Regions from separate parts of the Anas platyrhynchos genome. Here region 2 is linked to region 1. A link is a contact called in public Hi-C data. All regions are on one chromosome and are shown on one strand. The core of a region is the stretch at or near the end of the contact, and the rest is flanking DNA. Distances in the headings are between cores, read along the strand shown. Region 1 overlaps SLC45A1 (solute carrier family 45 member 1). Region 2 overlaps PARK7 (Parkinsonism associated deglycase).

Evidence for each region. A called contact is a pair of places that touch in the nucleus more often than the background predicts.
Region 2: a contact with region 1 is called in a Hi-C map of F1 follicle, with 1.7 times the contacts expected there. The contact joins two enhancer-like sites. A contact is called at or near these places in 5 of 8 Hi-C or Micro-C datasets (F1 follicle, liver, skeletal muscle and 1 more).

The regions. Positions count from the first base shown.
Region 1 is chr22:2,331,275-2,336,764 of IASCAAS_PekinDuck_T2T, reverse strand. The region is part of intron 1 of SLC45A1 (solute carrier family 45 member 1); the gene reads left to right. Among named protein-coding and RNA genes, the nearest start is that of SLC45A1, 19 kb to the left of the region's middle. Within about 2 kb of position 3,709, at least 7 of the 8 cell types and tissues checked have an H3K27ac peak or open chromatin away from gene starts, as enhancers often do. A contact at or near this core is called in F1 follicle, where this site is marked.
Region 2 is chr22:2,365,785-2,371,437 of IASCAAS_PekinDuck_T2T, reverse strand. It overlaps PARK7 (Parkinsonism associated deglycase), which reads left to right. Exons shown (of 7, transcript XM_027443417.3): 6 at 1,248-1,334; 7 at 1,865-2,315. The coding sequence ends at 2,025. Among named protein-coding and RNA genes, the nearest start is that of PARK7, 8.1 kb to the left of the region's middle. Within about 2 kb of position 4,182, at least 3 of the 8 cell types and tissues checked have an H3K27ac peak or open chromatin away from gene starts, as enhancers often do. A contact at or near this core is called in F1 follicle, where this site is marked.

The DNA of each region.
Region 1 (5,490 bases), core at 2,460-4,959:
CTTTTGTATGGCAGCAGATAGGCAGTGTAGAGTGAAACATTGTGTGGCTTCCAAAAGTAAACGTGAGAGCAGTGTGGGTGAGTAGGCTCTCTCCTAGTCTTGACTCCAAGTGCTGCAGATCCATCTGGGAATGGATCCAAGCCAGTCTTGGTCTCTAGCACCACACAGTGGTGCGCAGGACTCAGTGTGTTGGAGCTACCTTAAGCTGTCTCTTTCCTGGTCATTCATTTGAACCTAATGCTCTGGGCTACTGGTTGCATACAAACCATAAATCCTGAGACAGCTTTCCTAGAAGCAGTTTCATATCTGAGGAGCTGATTGACAAGATTCATTTATTTATTTATTTTTGTCATAACTTGTACTTTGACTCGCATTGCATCTTCTCAGCTAATTTTGCCCTCACATGCCTGTGAGGGTACAAAGTTCCATTGGAAAGGTATTGCTAATCCCTTATATGTGGCTGCAGTTGTAGCAGCTACCTTTTAAAACAGGCCTTCTCTAGTGGTTCATGCCAAAGAAGTGTAACCAGATTTGGCTAACAGATTTTGTTAAACACCAGGTATTATCAAGAGGATCAGTTTACTGCCGTCACGCTGGTTACTAAAGATGGTTGAAAATGTAGTGCTATGCATGAATCAGTGTAATAGGATGAACCTAGATCCCATAAATATAAGAATTTAGAGCACTATGTCCTTGTGCTGAGATTCACAAACATGTTTTTACAATCTGAAAGTTTATTCAAGAGTAGTTTTACTATGATTTGGTCATGCCAGGGGCCACATCGTCCTCTTGATGGATTATGACAGATAAAGCTTCCCTTCCTGCTGATAAGAAATAATCCCCATATAAAAACTAATAGAGAGTCTGTTTTATAGTTGTGCCCAAGTCCATCTAGTCTCTTCTGGGAATGCATGAGTAATGAAGTGAATTTCTCAGCACATAGCATATTTGTGACTGAGGAAGAGTTTTTTATTTCCAGATTACACCCACATATTGTCATGAACCATTTACTGTAAAGAAAAGGCATTAAGACGGAACAGGAGTAAAGTTCTAGGAAATATGAAATTTGGATTGCTTAAAATGTGCATTGCAGAAAATGACTGTAGTGCGTGTCTATGAATTACATGTTGTCTGGGTGATGTTCAATCTTATGGCAGTATTTAGCATCTACAAAGCAGGTTAACGCCGCTATTGTTTTAGTCATGCTCAGGTGAGATCCTAAGAATGGAAAAAAAACCAAGCTCATGACATGCCTAGAAGAACTTTATAGGTATAGCTTCCGTTTTAACAGTATTTTCCCATATTCTTTGCTAGCTATTAACAAATGGTAGATAACTTTCATCCTTGTAATCAATAATTTGAATGATGACATTCGTCTTCCCAAGAAATAACTGTGCGATGAGTCCTGCTTTCCTGGAAGTGGCTGAATACCTACCTACCTGTCTGCCGGTGGGAAGCAGGGAGTGAACTCCTTGTTTTGCTTTGCTTTGCTTGCACATGCAGGTTTTGCTTTACCTAGCATATTGTATCTCAACCCATGAGTTTTCTCACTTTCACCTGTCAGATTTCCTCCCCCATCCCACCTGGGGAGAGTGAGTGAGTGGCCGTATGTTGCTTAGCTATGTGCTGGGGTTAAACCACAGCGGTGGTGATTTATTTCTTATGAGGCACTCAGTGAGTCCCTGTGGCCTCCGTAGGCTCAGGCAGGCAGTTTGCCATCAGGAAGGATGGGAATGGTTTGTGTGTGCTCCTTGGAACAGGGTGATGATGGTTCATGTTGTTGCAATTAGATGATCTTTGTCCCTTCCAACACAAATTTTTGTTTTCTTTTTCAACATACATATGCTATATTAGATTAGGTTTTGCATTACAGCCTGAATTGCTGTGCTGACTGTTACAGAGGGATAGAAGTGTCCTTACTGTAGTCTTCGTTTTAATGTAGTCTGCACCACAAAATGAGCACTCTGTACTCTGCAGAAACGGAGTTTTTTCAAGCTCTATGCAAAATACAGTTGATGTTTGTTCTGTTCTGCTGCTGCTGAATGTTCTCAATTTTCCCTTCCAAGAAGGTTTTAAAGATGAGGAGCAGTGTCCTACTGGAGCACAGCCCACTTACCTCAGTGAGGCTCTTCTAAATATTTTTTTTCCCGCTTGTTTGCATGAGACTGAGTCATTATCATTTACTTGGTGCGATCAAGCTGTAATGATTCAGCTCCAAAAAGCTGTAGGTACAGTCAGCCAAGTGAAACACACAAGTAGACATAAGTATCTAAAGCAGGGAGCTTGGCTTTTTGATTTTTTTTTTAAGAACAAAATATGATGGTAAGTGCTTAAAACAAAACAAGCAAACAAAACAAACCACTGTGGTTATTTCTATTCAAATTCTGTGTTAGCCAAGAGACTGAATAGTGTGCAATTCTTAAGTAACATGGCAGTTGTCCAACATTCCAAGAAAGAAATCTGCCTGACAGATTTTGTGTGCGAGAGAGATCTCTTCTGACTCAGTCTGAAGGAAAATGAGATCTTTAGTGCTGTACGTGATCTTAGGGTGACACTATGCATACAATGTCAACTCTAAGTCCATTTGCATTATTTGTGTGACGGAAGGTCAGTACCTTTTTTACATAATACAAGATTAGAAATATAGTACAGTAATAGCCCTTTTGCATCCGTTTCCCATTTTGTAAAACGGATTAATTCAGTGGAATTAAAACTGAATGCAATGTTATTTTTAAGGCACGCTGTATTGTATTATCCATTTGTGAGTATCGGTGGTGGTATTTCAGTCTCCGAACAGCTTAAAAATGCTGTTTGAACAGGACATTATGGGGTTACAAGGTAGTTTGTATCCCATGTTTTCTTTGCTCGTGTGGTTATATTGACTTGGGAATGAAAAAAAAACAGCAAAAAGCTGAGCTTTGCCTCATTACCTAGAGGAGTCCTGCTTGTATGGATTGCTGTGATTTACAAAGGTCAAATCCAGTGATAAGGAGAGTACTTGTGGCCAGAATATCTGACCCACACATGTCCTGGTCAGTTTTGTGACAGAGATTTCTGAGCTGTGTCCAAGGCTCTTTAGTGCGTCACTGAGTTATGTGTCTAGCTAGTTATAAACTGCATAGTCCTCAAGAAGTCTGTGTTTTTCCAGGCATATGCCTAATCCTGTTGCTGTCTTAGGTCAGTGGTACATTTTTATTTATTTATTTAGCTTCTTTAATGATACCAAGACTTGAATACACATTTGCAATGTCAGAAAGGTGTACAGGTTAATTTCCAGTTTGAATGGGGCTCCCATGCTTTTAACCACCTCCAGAACAAGTATTGCTTCCTTTATATGTAAAAAGCTCTGAGGGTGGAAGGTTTGATTAACATCTGTCTGCTCAGTCAGCAGTGTTTTGTTTTCTGTTTGGGTTTTTGCTTTGTTTTTACTCAGTTTTGTGATTTCCCTGTGTATGCAGGAAAAGGTCTTATTTTGTGGTTTTGAAGTTATGGCCTTTGAAGAAGATGAAATTTCCCAGACTTTAGAGACAGCAGCCTCTTAGAGCCCTGTGGTCATTGATTTATCTGTGAACTGCATGTTGTGCTTAGGAAGAGACAGCAGGGTGGATTTGCCTGTCCAAGTAGAGTTCTGCTTTGGAGCTGGCTGTCGGTTTTCTTGGTAGTCACTGAAGAGAAAGGGGTGTTGCAGGGGTATGACTCAGCTCATCCAAGGCTGTGTCCCTGTAACTGGCTGTGCAGATCATCAGAAGCAATGTGGTCAAAGTTTCATCAGAGCAACATTCATGCCAGGGCTCAATATTTCACATTTATTTTACCACAGAACTCAATTAGCTGAAACTTGCATGATTTCTATTTGATGTATGCATATTCCTCTTGAAAATATTATATTGATTACTGCTGTGTATCTTTCCACTGGCTAAATTCAGTGATTTATTTTTTTCTTCCTCTCATCATGTTGCTGGTTGAACAAGGAGAGAAAATGTGTGGATTAAGAGGTGTTTTATTTTATTTTATTTTTTAACAGATTAGGTGGCTGAGTGAATTAGGCTTTTCCAAATGAATATATAGCTTCTCAACTCAGTGCGAAACCACAGCTTGTCTATTCCTAACAAGTCAAGAATAACAGTCCTTTTCATATTAAAACAGTTGTTTTTATTTTACTTTCATGCTGGCAAATGAGGCTTCTGAAGCACTCTGAATTTGGGTAGAGTCTTCACTATTTCAAGTAGAGAGAAGTTTTTTTGTTGCAGGAAGCTCTGCACGCTTCCAACTTGATCTTTGCTATAGCTGTCATTTTCAAGCGTGCCAAAAAAAACATAGTCTTTAAGGATAGTTTCAAGAGATTACTTTTTATCCATTAACCAGTTTTAGTGAACAAATGTTGGCAATATTACTCTTTTAGGATCTTTAGGATCAGTTTCTTCTAGGGAATGAAACCAGAGTGGAAGAATTGCTACCTCGTGTCTGTTTCCTGGAGGAAGGGAGGTTGGAAAGGAAAGCAGTAGTCTCCCACTGGAATCTTGGTCTGAGGTGAATAGTTAAATGACAGGTTCTTTGTTCTGCAATGGGGCCTCTCTGACCTTCCACTTCCTGTTGAGTTGTGAAACGAAGAAGTAAACATTTAATTGAATGTGGCAGGCTGAGGCAGTTGGCCTTATTGTAGAAGAAATGTCAGTCCCTTTTCTCTCTGCATAAATTCTCTTTACTGGCAGCACTAATGGAGCTACAGTGGAAGAAAGGCAAGCCTTTAATTTAGTGAGTCCTACGTTCAGGCAGAAATAAAGGCAGTATGTTTCTTGGTCCCTGGAAGTGTTGTGTGTGCAGCAGGGTTGTTGAGGATTGCCCACAGTCAGATTCCTTTCAAAAGTATTTTGCTTATAGCATAGGAAATCATTTTGCAATGCTGAACTCCTCAAAGCTGCCATGGGGCTTGGTGGGAGATTGGATATGGCATAATTTTTTTGTACTGATGTCTTGGTTCCAGAGTGGAATTGCTAAGAGGTGTTCCTTGTACAAACACAAGAAATTCTTCCAACTGGTTTCCTTGAGCTCACAGCACTGCCATGACCGTGCATTTCTAGCTGAGGTAGGCCTCTTTAAAAGGTTCTCAGCATAAATAAAACCACAAGTTTGGTGTCCCTAACCATGGCAAGGGGGGTGGAATTAGACGATCCTTAAGGTCCCTTCCAACCCAAACCATTATATGATTTTAAAATGCGATAAATTTACCTGAACTTACTGTTCATCTGACTCAGATGGTAGGTAGTCCATTTACTTCTTCCATGTTTACCAGTTCATACTATCCTTCAACTGTGCTTTGTGATGACCTTTCATAATTTTGAAGCCTGCATAATCTCCTGCTGCAGAAGACTTGGATATTGCTCACGTACTACCAGTGACCCTTGTATATTTCCAGATATAGTTAATAAGAACATCTTGTTATGCCTTTAAAATAATGTCTGCTGTACCTGTAAGTAAATGTTACAAGTA
Region 2 (5,653 bases), core at 2,933-5,432, 34 kb before region 1:
GTGCATTCCCCTAGCCTCTTTACTGGCAGAACAGCCATGAGAAACTGAAAGGTCATTGACTTAGTGTAAGCACTGCTCTGCGACAGCTAAATCATCAGTGTGTTACCAACATAATTCCCACACTAAAAGCACCAGCCACTAAGAAGAAAATTAAATATCCCAGCCAAAACCAGAACAGCAATTGAACTGAGAGGTTGGCCTAGGTATGTGTAGGCAAGCATAAGGAGAGTGATGATGAGTTTATAAAATACATTATAACAGTGTATTTATGGAATATTTTTCAATCTTTTGGGGGTCTGGTATATAGATGTTGTTTCGGTTTGGTTTTGGTTTTGTTCCTCAGGTGGGCAATATGCATACAGAGTTGTTAATATTCTTGAATTTGGCAGTGGTGGTCTTCTACTCTTCTATCCATATTTGTTGCAGAACAATTACAACTTCTTAGTTGCCCAGTAAAGGCTTTTGCTTGTAAACAGGAGAGTTCATTTATCTTGGGTATAATGCTTCTCAGAGCTGATTCCTAGCTGAACACAAGATAATTTCCTGGACTATATCAGAAATGAATCAAATGTGCAGAAACGAAATTTGCTTCAGGCAAATCCTATATTCAGTTTCTTTTGGAATTCCCCTAAGGATTTTCTGTTGGGTGACTATAAGACTTTATACAAATTCCTTCCTCCTCCTAGGAGGAAGTGAAGAAAAGAAAAGAGACTGTTAAAACCCAAAACTTAGCTGCTAGCCCATCATCTGTACAAAATACTTCTTAGCATACAATTCCAACATGTAATGGCCTTTTCAAGTGAAATTTTATTGGTTAGGTCTCTAAAGTCAAGACTCAGCATTGTAGTAAGATAACTGTACCTAATTAATGTTCAGATTACAATATAGACTCTTCACTACTTAACTTCAAGCAGTTTTTGAAATAAAAAGTGCAGTGACCATTGTTCTTAATTCTTTCATAAGGCAGCACAGTCACTGGTAGGATAGGTGCTTAAACTGAGTGTTCTCTAAACTTTCTGTTCTTCATATGCTTCTCTGTACAAGACATTTTGTATAATAGAATGGGAGAGAGTATACAGCTATGTTCTTTTTGAAGCTTTTTGCTTCAGAGGTAAAGTCAGCATCAATTTTATAAGTAGTCTTCCCACAGTGAGATTTAGGCCTTTGAGGGCCTAGTGCCTAAATGTATGTTCTTAAGTGTTTGTAGAAGAAAAGTTCCTCACAGATGCAACTCTGTGTCCATACAGGTCCTACTGCCCTTCTGGCACATGGGATAGGGTTTGGAAGCAAAGTCACAACACATCCCTTGGCCAAAGATAAAATGATGAATGGAGGTATGTAATTAATTTTATAGGTTTCTCTCTAAACCCTTCTCAGAAATTATTTTAGCTGAACTCTTCATGTGAAGAAAGGTAAATAACATTTGTATCTTATTTTGTATCTCTGAATTTCCTTAGTTCTTTGATGTACAAATGCAGTCTGACTTCCAAAAATAACCCCATGGGAGCCAAGAAGCACAGTGAGTGCTTCTCAATGAGCTTGTGGAAGCAGAGGTGTGCTCACATGCCATGTGAATAAGCTGGCAGAGCTCTCAAGGGGCCATTTTTCTCTCTGAGGACCATGTGCAGTGATGGGTTGCTTGGTTCTGGAGGGGTAGGGATGCAGAACCCAGAGTGGGCTTGGCCCGCATGGGTGTTTGAGATGCATACTGTAGAGCATGATGATGTTGTCAGAGGCCAACACTGCTTAGTTGCCATAGCCTGTGGGCAGTGCCCTGTGGGAGACAGCTTTGTGCTCTGTGGCATCTGTGGATCTGTGCTGGAGACTGATTCTCTTTCTATTCTGTCACCACCACCACCCCCAGCTCACTACTGCTACTCCGAGAGCCGCGTGGAGAAAGATGGGAACATCCTCACCAGCCGTGGCCCTGGTACCAGCTTTGAGTTTGGGTTGGCCATTGTTGAAACACTGATGGGGAAGGAAGTGGCCGAACAGGTGAAGGCACCCCTAGTATTGAAAGAGTGAAGAGTTGGTGTGGGACAGGGATTAGAACAATTTCAGAAGGAGAATCTTATCCTTTGTAGAATAACAAAAAGATGCACTGTTGTAAATCCCATTTAATTGCGGTTGAAATTAGCAGCAGTACTCACCTGTATTGGGACGTCTTACAAACTAGTGGTCTTTGTTCCTGGATCCTGTTAGCAAAAAGCTTTATCACTAAAAAGAAGCCAGCTTTTAATAATCTTATCTCTTGGATGGCATTTAAAAATCACATGGACAAATGTTTAGTGATAAATAAAAATGAAGCAACTCTGCTTGTGTGGTGTTTCTTTGTGTTTTCTCCCATCCCAGACCTGTGGCACCTTTTTACCATCATGGCTAACAATGTACTGTTCAAAGCAATTTCTATCTAGTATTTCACATTGTTCTTTTGAAGTATGAGCCCAAATTAATTGTTAAATCGTAACCTATAATTTGTTGAAAACACTATTTAATTTGCATTATATAAATAAGGCCAATAGGTAATCGTCATTCTAATGCAGAATGTAACTAATTCTAATGTAGCATGTAAGTGGGAATGTTCTCTTATTAAGCAGCCTACAGTTCCTGTAGCTAGGAGCTTGCCCATGCCATTGATACCATTTGATTTTGTTTTCTAAATTAAATGATTGTGGATTCATCAAGCTGTTTAGGCAGCTAACCATCAACATAAAATACGAAGTTTTGGACTTAGCAGTTTACCACCAGAAGCAGTGCTTCTTTCTGCTTTTTGGAAATGAAATTTTGCTTCAAGCCTGGCTTAAGTGAGCATATGCTGGTTTAGAGGAGTTGTTGGATAGCTCTGTAGAGGAAGTAGTACAGACATATTTCCATGAGAATTAAGAATTTGGGAACGATTTTTGTCTATTACCTTTCATGTACCAAGTAACTATATTCTGACTGACAGCAATAATGCTTAATGACACCTCAGTGAACTCTGAATTTGCCACAGCGTCTAGAGACTCGGTTTTGCATACATCTGAAGTGTAGTCTGAACTTCAGAAAATGACTGCATCGGTTCCTTTACGATTGGTAATTTTAAGGGAAAACAAGTACAAGTTGCTTCTCGTTTACTGCATTTTGATAATGGAATACATAGGTACTTTTGCATGCTTAGAATTAACCAGTGTCTCTGTAGTGTTAGTATTTACTGGGAGAACTCCTTTAGCTATATGCTCTTCCTCCAGTTTGTTCAGAAAAGCTTTCATATTGTCACTAGCTTTGAAATACGCTCAAAATAAGCAAAAATTGCAATCTGTTTAAGACTGGACAGGCTTGTTCATTACATCTACATGTCTAACTGGTATTGCCATGCAAATGTAAACTGAATTATGGAGAGATTCTTCTGGAACCTGGAATAACCATTTGTTTTGTAAATGGGCATGATTCAGAATACAGGAAAAGCTGTGCATTTCTGGACTGTAGCACTTTATAGCAGTAGAAGGAAAATATTTCCATGCTTGTATTGCATTTAGGCTTCCAGAAATATTTTATTACCAAGCATTTAGTATTTTATTTTTGTGCCCAGTGGTGACAGGACAGGAGTGGGCACAAAGTGAAGCACAGGAAATTCCGTCTGAATGTATGAGGGCACTTCTTTATTGTGAGGGTGACAGAGCACCTAAAAATCAAGGAATGATTTTAAGTTGGTATGGGTGATGCCAAAGACCAAGGGGTTGTAAACATAGCACAGGAGTCATCAAAAAAAAAAGTGAGCAATGAAGTAAGCCTGGAGGTGTGAGTTCAGTGAGAGTAAGAGTAGAAAACACTGCTGCTCAAGAAGGAAACCAGGAATAATGCAATTCTGAGATCCTCTACGAGCTTTGCTATTAGCTTTCACATAAATCTCTTGGGGCAGAAATACGAGGTGTCCAAGGCCAGTCGGAGGATGGGAACCTACACACCACGGACAGGGGAGATCCAACGGGGATGGGAGGAGAACAGGGTTGGTGCTGTGTTTTTTTTTTTTTTTCCTTCACTGGGGACTACAGAGCATTGAAAACCTTAAAATAATAAAGAAAAGCGTAGCGGCAGGGGGCGCCTTAGGGGAAGCCTGAACGCCGGGTCCGGGCCCCGCCGGCAGCGTTATCGCGCCCCCGTGCGGGGCTTGGGGGGGCCCGGCCCGCGGCACCCCCGTGGCTTTAACGCGCTGGGGAGGTGCTGTTGGCAGCAGGAATTTCCTCGAGTGTGTGTGTCTGCAACCAGGAGGCAGGCCTTGGCCTCTAGTTCTCAGTGGAAGGGTCGTGGCCGCTTGTGGTTTTCTTTGCGCGCAACAGTTGTAGAGGGAATATCGGCTTTTCTGAATCTGCAGGGCTGTAGCCAGCAGGACCGCCTGCATCTTGTCGTGTTGCTTTAGAATGTCAGTTATGTTGCACTGAATTTCCCAGTGTAAAGCTCAGGCTTTGTAAGCTGTAAATTGTAAACTGGACTGCTTATAACACAGCAGCTTTACTTATTTTACTGCTCCAGGCATGCAGTAGCATCCTGCCTTATCAGGGAGACTGATTTTGATTAAAAGTTTGTCCAGTTAGGCTCATATGACAGGAGAAGTATGACCTGAGAGAGGCAGTAGGTCCAGAACACCCTTGACCAGCAGCTTGAGAGACTGAGCAATCTTGAGCTTACTTCTGTGTGCCTTGTAGTGTTATCTAAAGCTATGATTGCATTGCTGTCTATCTCCCTAAAGAGGCAGTCTGGGCCTCCGGTTGACTGGGGAGCGATGGGGTACATCCAGCACAGGGCATCATATGACGAAAAAAACCTATAGGAGAAAACTGCATCTGTCTCCTCACCCCAAAGAAACATGGATGTTTAGACTCAGTCTTTAACAAAACTCTAGCATTAAGTTGTTGAACTTGAAGCTAGGTGCTAAACAGCTCATCCTTGCTTCAGGCTAGCTCCTCAGTCTTAGAGCCCCATGTCAGTCCTCCATCAGCCTATGTAAAAGGCAGGAACTCACCTATCACTCACTTCACTGCCATCTGTTTTTAAAAGCTCGTATCTTAGACAGGGCTGTCTGTCCCTGTGGCTTTTAATTAAATGACCACTCCATTTTTTAAATTATTATTATTTTTAATCTTAAAACATGATGAGACAAGACTCTGTGAGAAGACATTCCCCTGCCCCTAAGCAAAAGCAGTTCGGGCTATTTTTAATCTAATGAGCCACAGTATCTGTCAGGGTGTGCACGTGTGTTCTCAGCTCCGCCCTGAGTTGTTAGAAGCCTCTGCATTGCCACGTGCGTATTGGTGCACTGAAGTGATGTAGAGTCTGCATCATAATAATACAATGCCAATTCAAAATTGCTTGAGCTCTAAGTGCAGGGGTGTGCAGCCAGGATGCAGGAAAGCTACTTGAGTAACTTGTCAATGATAGATGACAAATGAAGTCACCAGGTGCAACCTAGTATGTGTCTTGGGTTTCCTCTGGACCTTGCTCAACAGCCAGTAGAGGACAACACATATCCTCCCAAAGGTCCACCTGCTGTCTTGCCATGCAACAGCTGGACACAATGTGGCATGAAATGAAGTGGTCTTTTAGCAGGGACTTCTCTGAAAGGTGTAATTTTCCTGAGGACTTTAGGCCTGAAGACTAAGTATGTAGAGTTGGTCAT